Linked DNA regions of Zea mays: region 1 is linked to region 2. The links are chromatin contacts, called in public Hi-C maps. All regions are on one chromosome and are shown on one strand. Each heading gives the region's core, a stretch centred on a gene start, on an enhancer-like site or on the middle of the called end of the contact. The rest is flanking DNA. Distances are from core to core; before and after follow the strand shown.

Region 1 (2,700 bases), core at 129-2,628, 170 kb before region 2:
GATTTGTTTTTTTTGTCAAGATTTTTTTCGTTTATGCCGCTCCTTATATCTGCTCCTTTGATTACATTAATTTTTTTATTTTCTTGTAAAATCAGCTGAACACAATAGGGATCATCGCTAAATCCATGCGCGAATGAAAGCTGCGGGGAAACAGCTCCCTTTATATATAGCTAGGGTTTGATCCAGTCAAATATTCATGTAGGAAAAACAAACTCCTCTCACACGAAACAAAAGTTGTCTACAATGTCAATCATTCTGTCATCTCACTAATTACAAGTGATTAAACATTAAATAATATACTAAAAACTGAAGTACATCATATAAAATGTTAAAAATATTTATATCATAAACAAATGACTATGTTAATCTTACATTACTAGTGATGTACAATGATAAAATTTAATTAATATTAAAAGTCTAATTTCGAATGCATTAGATTATTGGAGTTTTAGAGTCCAAAATCAGTCAAAAAACAAAAAAGGAAATAAACAATCCATGGAATTCATCACAGTGAAGTATGGTAGAAACACCACCGGCAGAGCATCCAGAAAGAAGGGCCTGGTATACGATAAATTGCATCAGGGACATGAAAATGACCTCTGAAAAGCTAAAGAAAAATGAGTAACAGAAGAGTAGGGGAAATTAAGTGTAAATACCTGATTAGCATAACGCATTCCTTGGGCCATTAGGTCATCCATAGCGGCCTGCCAAATGCGCTGACCTCGGAAATAAAGGCCTGCAGCCTAAAGAAAAAGAAGGAAATCAGACAGTGAATTGTTGTGGTTCAGTAAACAAAACAAAGCAAGGATAGATTTTTGGAGTTGCATCCCATGGCACGCACATTTAGTTTGTGTCCTGAGCTAATAAGGAAACAAAAAATTAGTGACAAAAATAAAAAATATTAAACACCCACGGTGGGGCTCGAACCCACAACCTCAAGGTTAAAAGCCTTGCACTCTACCGACTGAGCTAGACAACTTTATTGTTATATATTCGAGCTCGGCGCCATAGATCTTGGCGCCGAGCTTGGTGCCACGTCGTCGCCACGTCGTCCGGGCTGTGCCAGCGTAGCACGTACCTCGGCGCCATAGCCTATGGCGCCGAGATGTGTTACCTCGGCGCCATAGACTATGGCGCCGAGCAAAGGGTCCAAAAATGACATTAAAATTTTTTAGGATCCAAACGTGAATTTTTTTCCGAGAAAAGGACAAAATACAAAAAATTGGGTTTGTTGTACAGTGTTTTGTCCGTATGGATCGGAGCTGGCTGAGTAGATGAGGACGATGCGTGTGCTTGAAGCCACACACCTCCCGTCCCCCGTGCCTGTTGGTGTTGGCTCCTGTGGTAGTAGGATTCGGAGATGTGGCACGCAACACACACGGCGCACGCGAGAGGAGGACCGTGGAAAGCAGAGCAGACGACGCCCGCCACGGTCGCCTCACCCTAAACCCTGAGGCTATGTCTGCGCCTGCATTATGCCTGTTTCTAGTTCTCTCTTTACATCCTTTTAGAATAGGACTTTTACAATAGACTGCTCGTTTGACTTTAATTTGTACCGGCTCCTGTTACTTCTATAATATTTTTGCAGCTACAACTTTTTAAAAAGCTAGCTTTAATGAAGCAATCGTATCTAGCTATATCTATCCATGATCCATCCACTACTACTATCCCAGATAGTAAACGTATACCGCTTTGCGTCGTTGCGTTGCGTGCCTGCCCCAGCACGTTACAAAGCTACATGATGCTGCGTCCGTTTGGAGGGGGAAGAAAAAAAAGGAATCACACGAGGTGGGCAGATGAGACGGAAGCTACGTCGGTGGTTTCAGCCTTTCAGCGTAGCTGCTGGCCTGTCGCCACGGCCAACGTGCGTTGCAAATCTTTCCTTGCTCAACTTTTTTTAAAAAAAAATGGGATATTCCTCGCTCTCGCAAAAGTCCAGGGAGAGTCCAAAATGAATGAAGTCGTAGGCCAGATTTCGTGAAGTTGCTTGGTCCGCCGAAGGAGAAGAATATGATAAGCAGAGCTGCAAGGAGCAGTACTTTGTGGGCTGGCCGTTTCTACCACGCCGGACCGGCCCAGGAACAACACGTTTCCTTTCCCCACAAATGGCCCAGGATCCGCCAAGTTCTCTTCCTTTCTAGAGGCAGCATCTGCCTTAAACCTGTTAAGTAACTCTAGTTAGTGTTATATGGACAAATACCGACTTTGTCTCTGAGGGGTCTCACATCTCTATAAAAGGAACATGTACCCTCCTCATAATACAGAGATGAGAAAGAGGCCAGGGGCCCAACCCTATATCCGGTGTCTTATGTGTTTCCTCTGTCGTGCTTATGGGAAGGGAGACGGATCCTCTACATCTTCTTGCGCCTCTACTTCTGACGGGAGGGAATGAAGCGGATCTGGTGATCCGCGGTAACGTAGTTCTCAACACGTTATCAGCACGCTCTACCTCGATGTTGCTGCTGATCCGATCTGCACCAACTCTTCGTCCAGCCGACAGGTCTTCCGGCATAGCCGAACTGTCCTATGCGATAGGCTTCAGTCTCTCGTGTAAGAAATCAAAAGGTATAATTTTTCTGTTAGTAAATTGGATGATGTTCGTGGGAACTGTTCACCTGTAAAGAAATCGGCGATGGCTTTCCTGGCTGTACGCTGCGCACCCCCTCTCCCCTTTGTTGGTTCGCCACTGAACCGCAGCTG
Region 2 (2,700 bases), core at 174-2,673:
CTTTCTATCCCTCATCATGTCACAGTCGAGAACATTGTGTCTATGTCGGTTTCCTTCTCTGGCCATACCAACCTTCATACACCCTCTAGTTACTTTTTGTTTTGAACAAGGTCCTTCACATTCCAAAACTAATTCGTAACCTTTTATCTGTTCACAAATTTACTCATGTAAAACTTTGCTCTATTGAGTTTGATTCGTTTGGCTTTTCCATGAAGGATCTTTGCACGACAAACGTAATTTTTCGCTGTAATAGCTCCAATGACCTATCACACACGGATATGTATCTCATTTAAGGAGAAATCAAGTTTTAGACATATGACGACTTAGTGTATAGAAACCAATGTCACAAGCTTTATTAAATAACGAAACGTCTTTACAAAAAATAACTTAATAAAATACACTAAGCTAAGATAATCTTGTCATACATGATAAATAATCTAGCAATAATAAATCATAATTAGAACATGATCATGATTCATAAGTTTTATTAACCCAAAACCAAGCAAAGAATAGCAATTCTATCCAATAATTCATTTATAAGCAAGGCATAGGGTAAACAAGATTAGGTAACCTATTAGGTCCCATCAATTTAACCTAACAGTGCATGCATGGTGAGAACATCAATATTATTATGTCAAGAATGTGATCAAGGACATGCCTTTATGGTGCAACTCCAGTTACTTTTCCAAGTTCGGCTTTAGATTCCTCGTAACCTCACTTCTATTCACAGCAAAACATACATAGAGGCAAATAACATTACACCAAACATGGAAACAAACTTTGTAAGAATATTCTACACGTCTACACGAGTCTGTAGGTTCAAGAACCACTAAAATCCGAGTTAAAATGAAGAAGATATGATTTTTCTAAGTTTCTAGAATTATTTTTATACTAAAAATCATTGTCTGTTTTAATTTTATACCTTCCCGGAGCCTAATGGACTTCGGCTACTATTTTTAGAAGCTCAGGGGTTAAAACATAAAAAAATAGGACCTAAATTAAATACTCCGGTGAGGAATTCATCGATCCCCACTCGACGTCCAATCACATGCATACTTTGTACTCCTTCCTGGGGATTCGGTGAAGTGTCCTGACCAGTCTCTGTGGACCCAATGACGCTGGTAGTCCATCTTCTACGGTGGCGGGTACCTCCCTCTCCCCTCGGTTCTCTGCTTGGTCGATGGTGTCTCCCTCGGGTTGCCGATGCGACCTGGTATGCTGAACGGGGTTGCGGAGCCTGGCTACTTATACCCGGAGGGAAGGTTGGTTGGCACTTAGCCGATGGCCTGGTTTGTTACGGAGATCGCGGAGGATCACAACGAAATCGGCATGGAGATGATTATCCTGTCGAAGGAGTCCCACCCAACGGAGTAAGAGTTGTCCGGCAGTGTGAGGTTGGCAAGAGGGCCCACGTGCAAGTGAACGCAGAACGGACCTAGGCACACAGGGTGTCTCTAGCCGTCGGTGTGTCGCCTGGTTGGGCCAAGCGGGTGAGGGGAAAGAAAGAGAGGAAGTGCGCCGACTATCGCATTTCGGCCCAAGTGTCAATTTTTTTGTTTTTTCTCTTTTCTCTTTTTATTTTTTCTGTTTTTCCTTTTTATTTTCAAAATCAAATGTGAATCTGATTTAAAATTAAAACATAAGTTAAATGCAACATACAAAAGTCCAGCATGAGATGCAAGTTTATTTTACTTATTTATTTATTTATTACTTATTTAAATAAATACCTCAAAATGTAATTGTCGGTGTTTCGACCCCGGGGGGTCCTTGGACCGACGAGTAAATTTGTCGCTGCGTGTCCCAGCCCAGATGGGTTGGCGCGAGATGGAACACAAGGGGGGAAAACGCGACTCGTGTTATCCTGCGCCAGGGGATGCGCTCGTAGTAGGGGTTACAAGCGTTCGCGAGAGAGAGAGAGTGAGCCTGTTCGTCAGCTCGTTCTCCCGCGCGACCCTCCCGCATGGAGGCCCTGTACCTTCCTTTTATAGATGCAAGGAGAGGGTCCAGGTGTATAATGGGGGTGTAGCTATGCGCTAACGTGCCCGGCAGAGAGGTGCCTGAGCCCTGTGTACATGCCAACGTGGCTGTCGGAGGGGTGCTAGAGCCCTGTGTACGCGGTAACGTGGCCGTCGGAGGAGTGCTTGAGCCCTGTAGAAGCATAGCTGTCGGGGCTGCTGGGATCTTGCTGACGTCTCCTTGCTTCCGTAGGGGGGCTGAGAACCACCGTCGTCATGGACGCACGCGGGGAGCCATCATTACTTGTTATCGGGGCGAGCCTAGATGGGACGCCGGTCTTGTTCCCCCGTAGCCTGAGCTAGCTAGGGGTAGGGTAATGATGTATCCCCCGTGGCACGGTCGGTCGGAGCCCAAGGTCGGGCGAGGCGGAGACTCCTCCTGAGGCCGAGGCCGGGGTCGGGTGAGGACGCGATTCCTCCGAGATCGAGGTTGAGGCCGAGCCCTGAGGTCGGGTGAGGCGGAGACCACCTTCCGAGGTCGAGGTTGAGGCCGAGCCCTGGGGTCGGGCGAGGCGGAGACCACCTTCCGAGGCCGAGGTTGAGGCTGAGCCCTGGGGTCGGGCGAGGCAGAGACCACCTTCCGAGGCCGAGGCCCAAGGTCGGGCGAGGCGGAGCTTCCTGTTGCGCCTAACTTGGCTGTTGTCAGCCTCACCCTGGCGGGTGGCACAACAGTCGGAGCGGGGCA

What was found. Hi-C and Micro-C count contacts between places; a contact is called where the count stands out from the background.
Region 1: a Hi-C map of leaf shows a contact between it and region 2, with 4 times the contacts expected there. The contact joins two enhancer-like sites. A contact is called at or near these places in 3 of 25 Hi-C or Micro-C datasets (ear, endosperm and leaf).

What each region holds. Positions count from the first base shown.
Region 1 is chr1:94,981,374-94,984,073 of Zm-B73-REFERENCE-NAM-5.0, reverse strand. No RefSeq gene overlaps it. Among protein-coding and RNA genes, the nearest start is that of LOC109943658, 73 kb to the right of the region's middle. Within about 2 kb of position 1,378, at least 18 of the 20 cell types and tissues checked have an H3K27ac peak or open chromatin away from gene starts, as enhancers often do. A contact at or near this core is called in ear and leaf, where this site is marked.
Region 2 is chr1:94,809,599-94,812,298 of Zm-B73-REFERENCE-NAM-5.0, reverse strand. No RefSeq gene overlaps it. Among protein-coding and RNA genes, the nearest start is that of LOC103637669, 30 kb to the right of the region's middle. Within about 2 kb of position 1,423, at least 16 of the 20 cell types and tissues checked have an H3K27ac peak or open chromatin away from gene starts, as enhancers often do. A contact at or near this core is called in ear and leaf, where this site is marked.